Regions from separate parts of the Mus musculus genome. Here region 1 is linked to region 2. A link is a contact called in public Hi-C data. All regions are on one chromosome and are shown on one strand. The core of a region is the stretch at or near the end of the contact, and the rest is flanking DNA. Distances in the headings are between cores, read along the strand shown. Region 1 has its middle 82 kb from the start of Platr6. Region 2 has its middle 69 kb from the start of Gm33892.

Region 1 (3,889 bases), core at 73-2,572, 270 kb before region 2:
TTCCTAATGAAAAGGAACTTGCTCCGAACGACCATCTATAACCAGTTCGGAGCAAATTCTTTTTCATTAGGATAACTTGGCTCACGATGCTGACCCTTAACCTCCTGGAAGAGGCAGTTTGCCTATATGCACTTGTTTGTATATATGTTAAGCCAAACAAGACTGACGCCTCCATCAGTTTGCCTCGTTTTCTACTGTGAAGTTACTCTTCTCCCCACCCCTTTCATACTGTACTTTTTGGAAGGAAGTCCAAATGTGCTGTACATTCATAAAGGAGTTTCTCTATAGCTCCGTGAGCAGGGTGTAGAACTTTACAGCACACATGCGTGTGTATGTGAGCACACACACATGTTGTAAACCTTAAAGTACACAGATTGGCTTTGGGGTTTTCTTGTTTGTTTGTTGTTTGGTTTTGATCACTGAAAGAATTTGAACATCTCAGGACAAAACCTAGGCTATGACATATTCTCTAAATGCATTACAAAATTGTATGGAATGTGGTAGGGTAAAGGTAATAACCTAAGAACCCTGGTATGTATGTAAAATACAATATGAAAGGGACAAGGGAGTACTGCGCCCTTGTCGATATAATTAGATCCCTTAGATGTGTGATTAAATATAGGTCATTATAGAAGCATATCAAAACTAAGTAATTAAATAGATGGTGGATATTTAGAGCCAGGTTTTTCCGATACTGGAGTAGAAGGTTGTAGACAGCAAAAAGGCACCAATATATTGATACTAGTGACACTAGGTTAGAATCAGAGACAACATTATGTGTTTGGCTTAAAACAGATACAAACACATGCAGCAATATTAGTGTATAAGTGCACACACTTGTAAGATGCACTTCCTTGATTTCTAATATCATTGTCCAGTAAACGGAACTGAAACTATTTAGAGAAATGGTCAATTTTAGAACTGAGGTAAGAAACAGACAGGATGATGCTGTAGCATCTCACAGGGTGTGGAAGTACTCACAGCTACTGCCCAACCCAAGAGCAATGCTCTTGCCTGATATAAAGATGCCAAGGGGACCCAGGAGGGAACTGAAAATGACTGACAGCAGGACTGAGACAACCCAAGAAAGAAAGCCGATAACACTGTATTGGTTTGTAAGCAAAAGTTAACATCCACATGCCCACACTGGCTGACATAACCGATGTGTGACCCTTCATACAGAGAATCCCACACAGGTTCTGGAAATCTATTTTTGTGCATATCATTGTCATCTCTGCATCGCAGAAAATTACACAAAACAATTGACGAGGGCCACAAGGTTAATGGCCGCCCTTCGGGTGGAGTGAGCGCACTGAGAGTCATACAAAGTTATGAGCAGAGGCAGATTCTCACCTGCTTTCCCTCTGCGTTTCCTTGGCGATGAATGTTGTCTAGCAACTGCTAATTTCCTTTCCTAGATCTGAAGAAGGAAGCTCTCTCAAGCCTCCTCAGGTGTGTGTGTCTTAACCGGGCTAGGAGCAGGGAATTAACCTCTTACACATGCCTTCAAGAAGAAGAAATGGAGACAGTTTCTTTTTTTATTTGAAACTAAAACAAGGTCTCAGTGTTTACTTGTCCATGAGCAGTACCACAAAGCTGACTGTTCAGTGTGGGGCTGCAGTGACTCAGCAGAAACCTTTAGACACACCCCGGGAAAGCACACGCAGAGAGGGGTAGCCTTATAACTAAACGTGGGCCTTTACAATAACTTCCACATTGCTCAGAAACCAGTGCCAATGTTAGCTTGATTTAAAAAGCAGCACGGGCTTGACCACAACAGCCCGAGGAAACTCTGCTCAGTCTTTTGCTTAGGAAAGTTCCAAGAACACGAAGATGTTTTAAAGACAGCAATGCATCGTCCCGCCTAGCCATTCTTTCCTTGGTGCTCTGGGACAGTGTGTCTGCATCCTGCTCTGCCTGCCTTAGTAGTTCTGGGCATTAGCCCTCCCCAGAGCGTTTCCCAGGGTAAGCATCCAACCAATACCTCTTTTTCAGGAGGCTCCATACATCCTCAAATAACAATTTTGCCTTTGAAACAGTTTTTATCCTTCTGTTGTGTGACATTTGTTAGTTGTAAACATGAGCCTGAAATTCTAGGCAATTCCCTAGAAACCCACATTATGCTTCGGTTATAAATAATGGATACAAAGTAAATCCGCCTTCACCACCCAAGCCACACAGAGCAGAAATAATTATCACACAATACCTACAGGATTGAATATATGTGACAGATGGCAACTAGATTAAATATTCCTTCTCCATATCTTTCCTTTTCTTTTTAATCAAATGCTATGTAATAACGGGTCTGAAAAAGTGTCAATGTGACAACATTTGCAATTGATTTAATGAAATTAAAGACCTCAAAATGTTAACATTTAACACTTTAATGTCTATTGCTAGCCAACATTGTATGTTGATTTCAACTTTAAAAACTAACAGAACAAGTGCAAATAAATGCAAGATTTTAAGTACTTTTGGGAGTTTAGATAGATTTCAGCACACTGTAATGGAGGCATGTCCCTTTCCAGGGTCATATAAACACCGGAAGGACAGGGTCACTGTGAGATTTTGAGCTTCATTTAACCATTTAAGGTCCTTAAGGTCGGTGCATGCTGTAATTTTGGGTGTCTGTCCTTGTCTGCACATCCATGTACCATTTATGAGACACGCCCTGCAGTTGGGACAGAGGAGGGGCTCCGTTTCTTAGCGCCTTTCCATCTCCCTCAAGGTATGCTGTCCACCCACATTGTTTTATTTACATCAGTAGGAAGACACACATGAGTCCCCTTGCACTTTTTATCTATGAATGAGGTGACTTCTGAACCCATAGTCCAACTGGCCTTCACTGAGGAGCTGTGCACCAAGTGTCCTTTGCATTCTACAGTACTGTGGGTGATGTGAACACTGGGAATCTTCAGCCTTGTGGGTCATTCTCTGTATGTGTTACCTGTTGTCATTTGGCTTTGCTTTCCTCCTATAGACACCTGTGTGGTGTTTGTCAGATGTAATAGAATCTCACCCCATCACTGCATATTCCAGAATGAAGGGAATATGTTGAGAAAAGTTTCCTTTCCTGTAATGGTTTCAACTATATGAGGTGTCTTAAAATTTGAGTGAGTAAAGCAAGGATGGATTGAAGAGGAGAGATGAGGAAAAGGGCAAAGAGTACTAGAGAACACAAGCATGCGCACATGCACACAAACACTTGCACACACATGAACACACACATGCACATGAGTGCACACCCACATATTTTGTTACAAAGAAGCATATGAATAAAAAAAATACCATAGACAACAATGATTTCCTTTCAAAATGAGCTTTGGAATCACTTTGAGATGGTTATATTATGAACTACAATCAAAAAGGTACGATGTTTCTTAGCAGGAAATGTGCCTTCTTCCCATATTGCTGAGGCTGTTGCTGGGCTCTCTGGGAAGGCACTGGGATGGAGAGGAAAGCTAACCTTCTGCCTTTGGACTCATTCAGATACTGTCTAACAAGTCATAAAATGTAAGTATCCACTGTTACAAGAATAGGACAAGTCACATTCCCAGAGTAACTGACTTAAAGCAGGTGGGAGACCTGGAAAAAGAGATTGCATAGCCAATCAGCTTCCCATTTGTTTCTCTTAAAAACAAAGATACAAAAAACTGCTTTAGACTTACAGTTCTAGAGAGAAAAGCAGTCCCCCTGTGGCTAATCCTGACACTGGTGTGGTGAGACATTGTTAATTGTTACTTCTGTGTTATTTTCCTAAGAGTAGAAACATGTTATCCATCTTCTGATTTTTACTTTAGGGTTTGTTCTAGTAGAAAGCCCATACTGAAGCACAAGATGCTGTTAGATTTTAGAATGGATTCTTTGCACATGTCTATAGAGCATCCAT
Region 2 (3,848 bases), core at 249-2,748:
TGCTCCTTGTATAAGGGCCTCTAACAGTGTCTGGTCTAAGCCTTAAGTAGCTTCAGGGGCTAGAGCTTCCTAAAATGCAAACTCAAGGCAATTCCAGCATCAGCATGCGTTCTTCAACAGAAATTGCTAGCTGTGTGTAAAACTCACATGGAGATGTAAAAGGTCAGGTGCACCCCCAGAGACTCACAGTGAAGACGCAGGAACTGGGAAGGAAACGACAGAATCACAGTAAAACAAGGATGTCTCTGTGTTTAGTAAGTTCATTCCATCATGATAAAGCCAGGTTCAAGCCTGTGTATGAGCTTGTGTGCATCAGAGTGCATATCTTTTTGGGGTCCAGAATCTATAAAGAATTCCTACACCTCCATGAGAAGATCTCAGTAGAAATATGAACAAAATATTTGAATAAGTGTTTCAGAGAGTAAAACAAACATTATTAATGCATGAAATAGTGCTCCCCACACTAGCCAGGGAATGAAGACTGACTGCCTTCTTTTAAGAGCACACACAGACCTTCTTCTCTAACTAAACTTTACAACTGGCGATGCAACAGAGTGTTAGTAAATATGTAGGAGAAACTTAGGCTTCTCCTTAATCGCTGGTGGGAGTGGGAACCAGCACACCTACCCTGCTAAGCAATTTGAGCCATCTACCAAACATGCCTGCATTCATCCACTGAAACCTGTCCTTTCTTCCCCCCGGCCGGTAAACAAGGGAAACGTATCCAGACGCTTTCTCAAATAATATGGGGAAGAAATGCACAAGGTATATATTTTACATTGATCCCAAATTGGAAGCAAACCAAATATCTCTCAACAGCAGAATGGGGGTAGTTAAGTAAAATGTTTTATTGACCATACAACAGAAAAACACCAACAAGTAATTAAAATGAACCAGCTGTACTCAACAATGTGGATGAATCGCACAGACATAATATTGTATGAAATATTTCAAATGTAAATGAGGGCATGCTAAATGCTCCCAGTTCTGTGACCAGAGAAGGTGGAAAAATCAGTCCACAGTGTGAGGATCCTGGGCAGGGCTCTTAGGTGAGGAAAGGCGGACCTCTTGATTGCTAGCTATAGCTATTGCCTTCCTGATCTAGGAAGTGGGAATATGAAATACAAATATGTTTGCATTGTAACATTTATTTTTTTCTATGATTTGTGTCTTTCTCTGCATATATACTATGCTTCAATGGATGTTTTAAGAACGTTATGTATCAAATATAGTGCAATGGGCTTACTCTTTCGTCTCAAACCCATGTATCTCTGAGAAGGGGATGTGCTTGTGTGTTTTTAAATGTATCATTACTTGTGTGCATGATGTGTATGCCCCTGGGCACATAAGCCGTGGCCTGTGCATGGAGCTCAAAGGTCAGCTCTAGTTTTATGTGAGTGGTTGGGGAGGGAAACTCAGCTTGCCCAGCTTCCATGGCGAATGCCTTTACCCACTTAGCCATCTCTCCCACCCTATGTCTTCTTCCCTTTTATTTTAGTTTCATTTCCATTTTGAGTTCTGTTTCTTCAGAATCAGCATGTCCCTGCTTCCTTACCTAGTCTTATGCATCTAATCCAACCCTAAAACTGTGTAGGAGAAAGGCTGGACCTAACAAGGGTGCATCGCCTATCTAGGGTGATATCTGCTGAGCGCCAACATCCACCTTATTGTCTTCAGACCACACTAACTCCTGCTGAGTCATTCCACAGCTAGATGTAGAGACTCTAATGTTGCTCTTTGTAACTCCCATTGCCTCCTCGGAGGCAAAGGACTCAAGGTTCCTTTCAAATAATCCATAAGCACCCATGTTTCTGTGGCTTTCGTGTTAGGCTGACCCTACTTTTGGAAGCTGGATATCTCCTTAAAGCTATGCCATGTACCCTGAATCCTTTACACAAAAGTCAGGACCCAAATGGAGTTGGGAGAGGAGAGACACAAAATGCCCAGTGACACTCTTTTCCTCAGAGAATTAAGATGGAAAGTCTCATGAAACCTTGTCTTGCCTTCTCGATACTTGAGATACCCACACCAAAAACCCAGACTGCATATTCCTTCCCTTCACGAATCTTGCTGTCTATAGAGAAAGTTGTATATTATATACATTTCCAACTCTAAACCCAGCACCCATACAGTAGTTCCTTGATAAGTTTGTTGAAGAAGCATGTTAGTCCTTTTTGGCTAGGCTGTGTACTATATTTCAGGAACTTCTGGACTGACTGACATATCTAATAAAACTAATTTCCTGTCAGTGGTCTACCAAGAAAAGCAAACAGCTGACATTCAGCAATACCGACTGATTCAGCTTTGCTCTTAGATGGGAAAGAATAATTGAAAGGTGGACCAGAGAGCATGGTGGCTCGATACAGGGATCACACTGCCGAGATTGCTCTTAAGCCTTCCTAAAGCTCTTACTTTCATTATTTTGATATTGGTAAAAGGAGTCAGACACAGTTGTCTGAAGTGGACTTTATGTATTTGAAATCCAAGTCCAGAGATGTTATGGTCCAGAGAGTCTGTCTTTATTGTTGATTAACTGTAGAGACAAATCCCATTTCGTAAGATTTCTGAGATTTTACCTTTCCAATCATGATGCCCATGCCTGTTTTTCTATATCATGTCAATAAAGATGGAACATAGAAGTTTTAGATAGTATTAGTACAGTCAACTGAAGAAGTTCAAGGCTTTATGAAAAAATTATGAAGCATAGGTGAATGAAAGGAAAGATTGGGAGAACGTGGAAATAAAGCAGGCACATGAGGAGTCCACTCCCCGCCGCTGGCTCACTTTCCTCCAAGGTTTCATGGCTATCAATGGTGGGTTCTGAAGTTCCAGCAATTGTACTAGATTCCTAGGGTGAAGGACAGAGAAGGAGGGATGCTTCAAAGATGTTTTAGCTTTTCTAAACATTTCTCAGAAATCCTTCTAGTGATTTGTACTTAGCCTCCCCTGGCTGTCTCAATTCTCCAGGGAGACCAGGACATGGAGTCCTTTAGTTGATTTCCATTGTCGCCTAGAATAAAATGAAGAGTTGGGAAGAAAAGGAAAGTGGATACTGTGCTAGCAACTTTCAGAGACATTATTGGAGTTGCATTCCAAAGAATGCCTTTTACTTAAGGATGAAGCAAATCCTGAAGCAAGTCCTTTTGGGTTCCTGGAGCCTCACATCCTCACTGCCTTGATATTCTGGCTGCCCTCCATGTTCCAAGTTTTCTTCTATTGTACAGAAAACAACAAATGCAGACTGACTTGAGACACTGGGTTTCTGCTCTGCCATGGACATTACAAAGTTTGGGAACTGGAAACAGACACAAATTTTTAAAAATAGATTTGCCTTTCCAGTATTTTCCTTTAAGGATTTTTCTTCTTAATTGTTTTTGCAATAACACCTGAAGTTAACGTCCCAACAAAAGTTCTTGTACGTAATTTGATGCTGTTGAGAACTAGAATTGTATTGTGTTGTAGTCACTCCACCCTTCCTGCAGGCCCATGTTACCCTGGGATTCCTCAATCACGGCCACCACAGCCACATACATGGGCACGCAGGGTGTGCTTTGCCCCTCCGTGTGTGTGTGTGTGTGTGTGTGTGTGTGTGTGTGTGTGTGTGTGTGTGCAGCTCTCTCTCTCTCTCTCTCTGTGCAGCTCTCTCTCTCCCTCCTTCTCCCTCTCCCTCTCCCTCTCCCTCTCCCTCTCCCTCTCCCTCTCTCTCTCTCTCTGTACATGTATACACAACTTCACAGATTCTTCTTTTAAATGTTATTAAAATGCATTTAGAACATGCAATGGAGCTTGCATTTTCAATCACTTATGTGAGCTTAACGTAATTTTAACTTTTAGGCAGAGATGGTTTA

The links. A called contact is a pair of places that touch in the nucleus more often than the background predicts.
Region 1: a contact with region 2 is called in a Hi-C map of the G1E-ER4 cell line, with 1.7 times the contacts expected there. The contact joins two enhancer-like sites. A contact is called at or near these places in 1 of 484 Hi-C or Micro-C datasets (the G1E-ER4 cell line) and 2 of 115 datasets of contacts at active chromatin or transcription factors (microglia and vascular smooth muscle cells).

Annotation. Positions count from the first base shown.
Region 1 is chr10:21,774,389-21,778,277 of GRCm38.p6, reverse strand. No RefSeq gene overlaps it. Among named protein-coding and RNA genes, the nearest start is that of Platr6, 82 kb to the left of the region's middle. Within about 2 kb of position 1,322, at least 97 of the 459 cell types and tissues checked have an H3K27ac peak or open chromatin away from gene starts, as enhancers often do. A contact at or near this core is called in the G1E-ER4 cell line, where this site is marked.
Region 2 is chr10:21,500,246-21,504,093 of GRCm38.p6, reverse strand. No RefSeq gene overlaps it. Among named protein-coding and RNA genes, the nearest start is that of Gm33892, 69 kb to the left of the region's middle. Within about 2 kb of position 1,498, at least 8 of the 459 cell types and tissues checked have an H3K27ac peak or open chromatin away from gene starts, as enhancers often do. A contact at or near this core is called in the G1E-ER4 cell line, where this site is marked.